Linked DNA regions of Oryctolagus cuniculus: region 2 is linked to region 1. A link is a contact called in public Micro-C data. All regions are on one chromosome and are shown on one strand. The core of a region is the stretch at or near the end of the contact, and the rest is flanking DNA. Distances in the headings are between cores, read along the strand shown.

What was found. Hi-C and Micro-C count contacts between places; a contact is called where the count stands out from the background.
Region 2: a Micro-C map of ear pinna shows a contact between it and region 1, with 2.9 times the contacts expected there. The contact joins the enhancer-like site here to the promoter of NPR2 in region 1. A contact is called at or near these places in 4 of 6 Hi-C or Micro-C datasets (ear pinna, psoas muscle, skin fibroblasts and 1 more).

What each region holds. Positions count from the first base shown.
Region 1 is chr1:198,694,571-198,697,759 of mOryCun1.1, reverse strand. NPR2 (natriuretic peptide receptor 2) reads right to left here and starts at 1,581. Exons shown (of 21, transcript XM_051856525.2): 1 at 123-1,581. The coding sequence starts at 789.
Region 2 is chr1:198,780,184-198,783,372 of mOryCun1.1, reverse strand. No RefSeq gene overlaps it. Among named protein-coding and RNA genes, the nearest start is that of SPAAR, 24 kb to the left of the region's middle. Within about 2 kb of position 1,657, at least 1 of the 8 cell types and tissues checked has an H3K27ac peak or open chromatin away from gene starts, as enhancers often do. A contact at or near this core is called in ear pinna, where this site is marked.

The DNA.
Region 1 (3,189 bases), core at 332-2,831:
TCCCCAACCACCACATACATACAGCTCAGCCCTCCAACACAGACCTTCACCTACAGTTTCCCAGGCCTGGGCTCCAGCTCCCCGCCAACCCCGGCCCTAACACAGCCCCGGGCCACACTCACTGCGCCCGTTGGCCCGGATGAAGTGGGTGGCCTGCTCAGGGCCCCCTGGCTCCCGGGCATACACCTGGTGCTGCACACTGAGGTTGTTGCCCTGCAGGGCCTCGAAGACGCCCTCGATGGTGAAGTAGTGAGGCCGGTCATCGGTGCGAGCGTCCAGATACAGCAGGGCAGCGCGGGAGGTCCAGTTGAAGTGCTCGTGTAAGGTCACCACAAACTCACCCAGCTTGGGCGCCGAGGGGCCCGTGCGAACCAGGGTGCGATAATGCTCGCTCTTAGCTGCAAAGCCAGAAGCCACAGCACCCGCAGTCAGCAGGGGCAGGCGCCAGTGCGAGGCAAAGCGGGCCACTGAGGCGGCGGGGTACACGCAGCCGGGGCCCAAGAGCAGGTCAGGGTCGTGGTACAGCTTGAGGTCCACGGCGCGCAGCGGTGCCAGGTACTCAGAGCAGGCGCCATCTAGTTCGGAGCTGACAAACCGCAGGTCCACGGGCAGTGCCCGGCCCAGCGCCTCCACGGCCAGTGCCACAGCAGGACCCACCCGTGGCCAGGCCCAGGCGTAGCTCAGGTTGTGCTCCGGCAGCACCACCGCCAGCGTCAGGTTCCGCGCCCCCGGAGGACGCACCCCACCTGCCAGGGCTGCCACCAACAGCAGGAGCGATGGCAAGGCCATGGGGATAAAGCAGCAGCCCCTCCGCCCCCAGCACCTGGGGCCGCTCTGGCCTAGCCGGGAGGCACGGGCACCACCCAGCCTGGAGCCTGGGGAAGAGGCGCGGGCCGAGGCGGCCGGGCCCCGCAAAGTGCTGGGGACCCGGACCCGCCCGGAGGAGAGGAGAGGCCGCCTGGGGTGCGGAGGGGGTGGGCCGCCAGTCTAGGGCCAGCACGGAGCACTAGGGGAAGGGTGGCAGGGGGAGGCACGGACAGACGGAAGGGGCCCGCGGCCGGGATGGGGACAGGGAGCCCTGAAGTGGCCTGAGGAGCAACGGGGAATCCGAGGCTGGGATGGGGTTGGGGGCGGGGGTGAACTGGTACGAAGAAACGGCCTGGGGGCACCTCACGGCCGAAGGGGCTGGGAGGCCGGGGAGCTGCGGGAAACCGGACCAAAGGGGCGGCGAGGCGGGAGGGCGCCCGCGGCGCGGACGGTCTGGGACATGGGCGGGCGGGGAGCAAAGCGAGGCCTGGGCCGGAGGGGAGGGGAAGGCAGGGGTGAGTCTCCTGCGAAGGCTTCTCCCGAAGCTCCTGCTTGGACTAACGGGCCCGGGCGCTGGTCCCATCCGGAGCTGCGGCGGCCCCGCCCGTGTCCCCAGCTCCGTTCCGCTCCGCTCCTCCTGGGCCCCGGCGGCCGGCGCTTCCTCCCGCCCCCCGCCTGGGCCCCCGCGCGCGCCGCTCGTCCGGGTCAGGTCGCCTCGGCCCGGCGCGTCTCCGCTAGCTGCGCCGGCGGCGGCGGCCGAGTGCGACTCCCTGGGCAGGCCGCCCGCGCCCGCCCCCGCGCCCGCCCCTCCTCCGCCCCGCCCGGCCCCACCCTCCGGCGCCCGCCGCCTCCCCCCGCCCCCCACCCGGGCGCCCGGGGACCTCCCCGGTCGTAAGCCCAGCCCGGGGAGCGCTGGGGGGCTCCCCACGAGGGTCTCGCGGGCCGGCTGGGGGCCCCGGGCGTCCCCTGGCTTGCAGGGCTTCCGCCAAGCCCCCTTCCATCTCGCACATTCCAGCGCTCCCGGGGCCTGTCTTCTGCCCCCGACTTGGCCCCCTCTTCCTGGGGGTCTCCTCTGAGCTTCCGGAGCCCCTCATACACGCTTGTCTCTAGAAAGCAGGCCGGGATCCCCGAGCCTCTGGTCACCTTAGCAGTGCCCCCCTAATGAGCCATGCCGCCCTCCGGACGCCTCTCGGAGGCAGCGCCCACTCAGGGTAGGACCGGCCCCACCAGCGCCCAGGGGCCCCACGCCCCACTCCTCGAGAGCCCCCCTCCCCCAGGCTCCCCTCCTTACCGGGCACTCGACCCTCCTCTCCCCGCCCCCCTGCCTGCCCCTGTGGCCTCCACACATCCTCAGAGGCCCACCGCGGCCCACCCCAGCTCCCAGCGCGCCATCTGCTCCGGGGCCTGCCCTTTCTTTTGTCTCCGCTGCAAGGTCGGGCTAGCGCTGGGTGAAAGCTTAGGGGCGCACTGCGCAGAACATCCCCCGGAAGCGGTGGAGGCCCACTGTACCCCACCTTGGGTTCACCTGGTCTCAAGCTTCCTCCCTAGCAAGTTCACCCCAAATACCCCAAATCTGGAGTGTGCATCTGACCCTGTAGGGGATGACAACATGACTGCTGGCAGGGACAGCTAAGGGGCCTAGGGGACTTTTCTCAGACTGTCATAAAGGACGTGCACATAAACCCATTCTCCTCCCCGTGCTGAGAGACACTGTTTCTCTCCCCCACCCATTTTCAATCCACTTTTCCAGAAATCCCTGTGCCAAAACGCTAAGAGCTCCTGGAGGCGGGTGGGAAGGCAGGGCGAGGAGGGGCGCAGTTTCTCTGAGATGAAGGCGACACCTAGTGGTTTCGGAGGGGAAATGAAGGACAATGCCTTTTTATTCTTAGGCACAGTGTTTGTTTATTGAAGCTGGCTGCTTGCCTTGCACGAGCTGGGGGGGCGGGGGGGATACGATGAAAGCCAAAGGGCCCAGTGCTGACCTTCGAGGGACATGCGTGTGGATTCCCTAGGGTGCAGAGGCCAAAAGAAACCCCCTGTGGCAATGTCTCTGGCCTCGAGCCCAGTGAAAAGGAAATCTTAGGACAGCTCCTTTGTAACACTGAGGAATGGGAAGTGGAGTTTCAGGCTCCCCACGCTGTTAGTGAGAAGGGATTTCGTCCCATCTGGGCTAGGAAAAGGGGTGATGGGACAACCTGGAAACTCTCCAACTTCAGACCAAACCAACCAAATCGTTGCGTTCCAAGCAACCAGACCCAGCTTTATGGGAGAAGCAAACACAAAATGGCAATCGCCGAAAGATGCACAGAACGCCAGGGCTACGGAACATCGCATGAACGTATTGTTCCGTCTCCTGGTGCAAAGATCATCGAAAACTGAGTC
Region 2 (3,189 bases), core at 408-2,907, 86 kb before region 1:
ACCAGAAGTGGAACAGCTGGGACACAAACCAGCACCCACATGGGATGCCAGCGCTGCAGGAGGCAGCCCCACCCCCTATGCCTCAACACCAGCCCCTCTGCCTTTCAAATAAATAAATAAATCTTTAAAATAAAATGAAGATAAAATAAAAATATTTTCAGACACACAAAACTAGATAAGCTTATTGCCAATTTTATCTACAAGAATGTTAAGAGAAGCACGACGCCACGTGACAAGACCTGGAAGATGGAATATGTGAATAAATATGAAAGGTCTTTTACTCGCCTTTTTCAACTCTTGAGGGATACCCGAGTGTTGGAAGCACAGCTAGTACCGTCCTACAGGATGCAGACGCATGTGGAAATAAAGTATATGAGCACAACAGTGGAAAGCCCAGGAGAGGGAAGATGAAATGCATTTTGCAACATTTGTACACTGTGGGTGAATATTAACAAAGGGTGAGCTGGTAAATTATGTTTAAAGCAACCACCAAAAATAAAATACAGCTACTATGGCAATGAAAGAGATGAAATTAAATTACAAAAACACTCAATCAAAGGAATTCAATACAAAACATCAATGGGAGGAAATAACAGAGGGGAGACTGGAGACAGCAAGATGGAACCCAAGCCCAGCCATACCCACAGTCACTGGGAGCATTGATGGTGTCGACATCTAAATTAGAAGGCAGAGAGATTTTCCAGTTGGATTTTTAAAGATACAATTCTATATTAATGTCAGACCAAGGAATTTTACAGCAAAGAATATCAAGAGGGATGAAGAGGGTCACTTGAAAAATGGCAAGGTGGGGGCAGCACGTGGTTAAGCTGCCACTTGCAGCGCCGGCATCCCATATGGGCACATGTTCAAGCCCTGACTGTTCCACTTCCTCTCCAGCTCCCTGTTAATGCTCCCGGGAAAGCAGTGGAAGATGAGCCAAGTGCTTGGGCCCCTGCCATCCACGTGGGAGACCTGGATGAAGCTCCTGGCTCCTGGCTTTTGGCCTGGCCCAGCTCTGGCTGTTGCAGCCATTGGGGGAATGAACCAGTGAGTGGAAGATCTCTCTCTCTCTCTCTCTCTCTCTGTTTCTCCCTGTCTCTCTGTAACTGCCTTCCAAATAAATGAATAAATATTTTATTAAAAAATAGAAAAAAAAATGACAAGCAGATAAATTCAACAAGAGGAGATGACAGTGCTAGAAGTGTATGTATCTACTAACAGCATCTCAAATATGTAAAGCAAAACCCGATAGAGCCGAAAGGAGAAATAGACAAATCTACAATCACAGCCAAATATTGCAACACCTCTCTCTCTCAAGAACTGAAAAACAAATAGAATGGAGCAATAATAGAGCAGACTGGAACAATACTCTCAATCAATTTAATTGACATTTATAGAGTACAACCCAGTAACAGCAGAATACATATTTATTTCAAGTGCAGAGAGAACATTTATCACAGAAGAGAGGCATGTCTCCAGCTTGTCTCACACCCCCCAAATCTGAGTTGCAAAAGCTAAATTCCTGGTCGATGCAGCTGAGACCGGAAGTCCCCGTCTCACACAGCTCTACTCAAAATGTGCAGCTCTGCCTCAGGTACGGCAGGAAGAGAGTATTTGGGATCCCATCGCACTCAGGGCAGTGCACAGAGCTCTGGGCACGGCAAGCGGAGAAGACAAGAGGCTCTGCCTTCATCCAGCGCCCGGAGCTGTGGCTCAGATTTTGCCCATGGAAAGAGGCAGTCTGTAAGAACTAAGAATTCTCTAACTTTGCTCCAAAGGAATCAACTTCATTTGAAACAGAGTGCGGAGAAATTCAGTTCTAAGGGTGCCCTTGAGAACCTTGGAGATTTGGGTGGTGAACGATTCAGAGGCTGGTAGCTCCTTGAGAGCAGTGAGCTAACTGGGAGGCAACTACTCCTGCCAGAACTTACTTGGGTCAGACTGTGAAGCGATTCCTTACCCAGGGCACAGCCAAACACAATGGAGCAATTAGCGGGTGTGACACCAGCAGAGGCAGGCAGGTTTATAATAGAGATCAGGAAAAGCAACAGGGGACGACAGCTCTACTGAGCCCACTGTCAGCCCTGTGTAAGTGTGCAAATATCCACTGCATCCTCCCAGGGCAAACATCAGAGGCTGCACACCATGGGGAAATGGACTAAACAAAAATCCAAGTCAGTAATAAAGGTGCAAACGACAGGGATCGGTGCTGTGGTGCAGCGGGTGAAGCCGCAGCCCGGGGCATGGCACTCCGTGCAGGCACCGGTTCAGTTCGAGTCCCAGCTGCTTCGCTTTTGATCCAGTTCCTTGCTAATGCGCGGGGGAAAGCAGCAGAAGATGGCCCAAGTGCATGGGCCTCTGTCATCCACAAGGGAGGTCAGGGTGGAGTTCTGAGCTCCTGGCTTCAGCCTGCACCAGGACTGGCTATTACAGCCATGTGGGGAGTGAACCAGTGGATGGAAGAGCTCTCTCTGTTTTTCCCTCCTTCTCTGTCACTCTGCCTGTCAAGTAAATAAATACATCTTTTTAAACATATTAGTAAGAATAAAGATGCAAACAGCAAAAGCCAGCCACACGAGCAGCAGGGGCTCAGTATCCCAGCTGCCACAACATATTGTTTCAACCCAAAATTACGAAATCTACAAAGAAACAAGGAAGTGTGGTCTCACATGAGGAATAAAGCAGGCAATAGAAACTTCCTGAAGAAGGGCCCTGGGTCAAGTTTAATAGAGTGCAAATCAGCCATCGCACCTGTGCTCAGAGTTCAGGAAGTCACAGAAGCAGTGCAATCCCTCTCACAATTCCAGTGACTGACCTTGCCTTCTTTCTTTCGCAGAAATAGGAAAACTTATTCTAAAATCCACCAGGATCTCAAAACAGCATTGAAAAAGAAGAATAAAACTGCAGGACTTGTATTTAGGGTGTTCCTTTTGGATGTGATAAAAATAGTCTAATACTAATGGTGGTAATGACTGCATAACTCTGCATATCCTGAAAGCAATGTGACTGTGCATGTTAAGAGTCTGGCTTGTATGGCACTTGAACAATACACAGAAATGTGCTATTTTAAAAAACTAACCAGAGACACACAAGAAGGACTCTCAAAATAATTATGCTAAGTAAAAGAAGCCAGATTTTTTTTTTTTGAGAGTACATTCTGCCTCACTCTACTGATGTAAAATGGGAGCA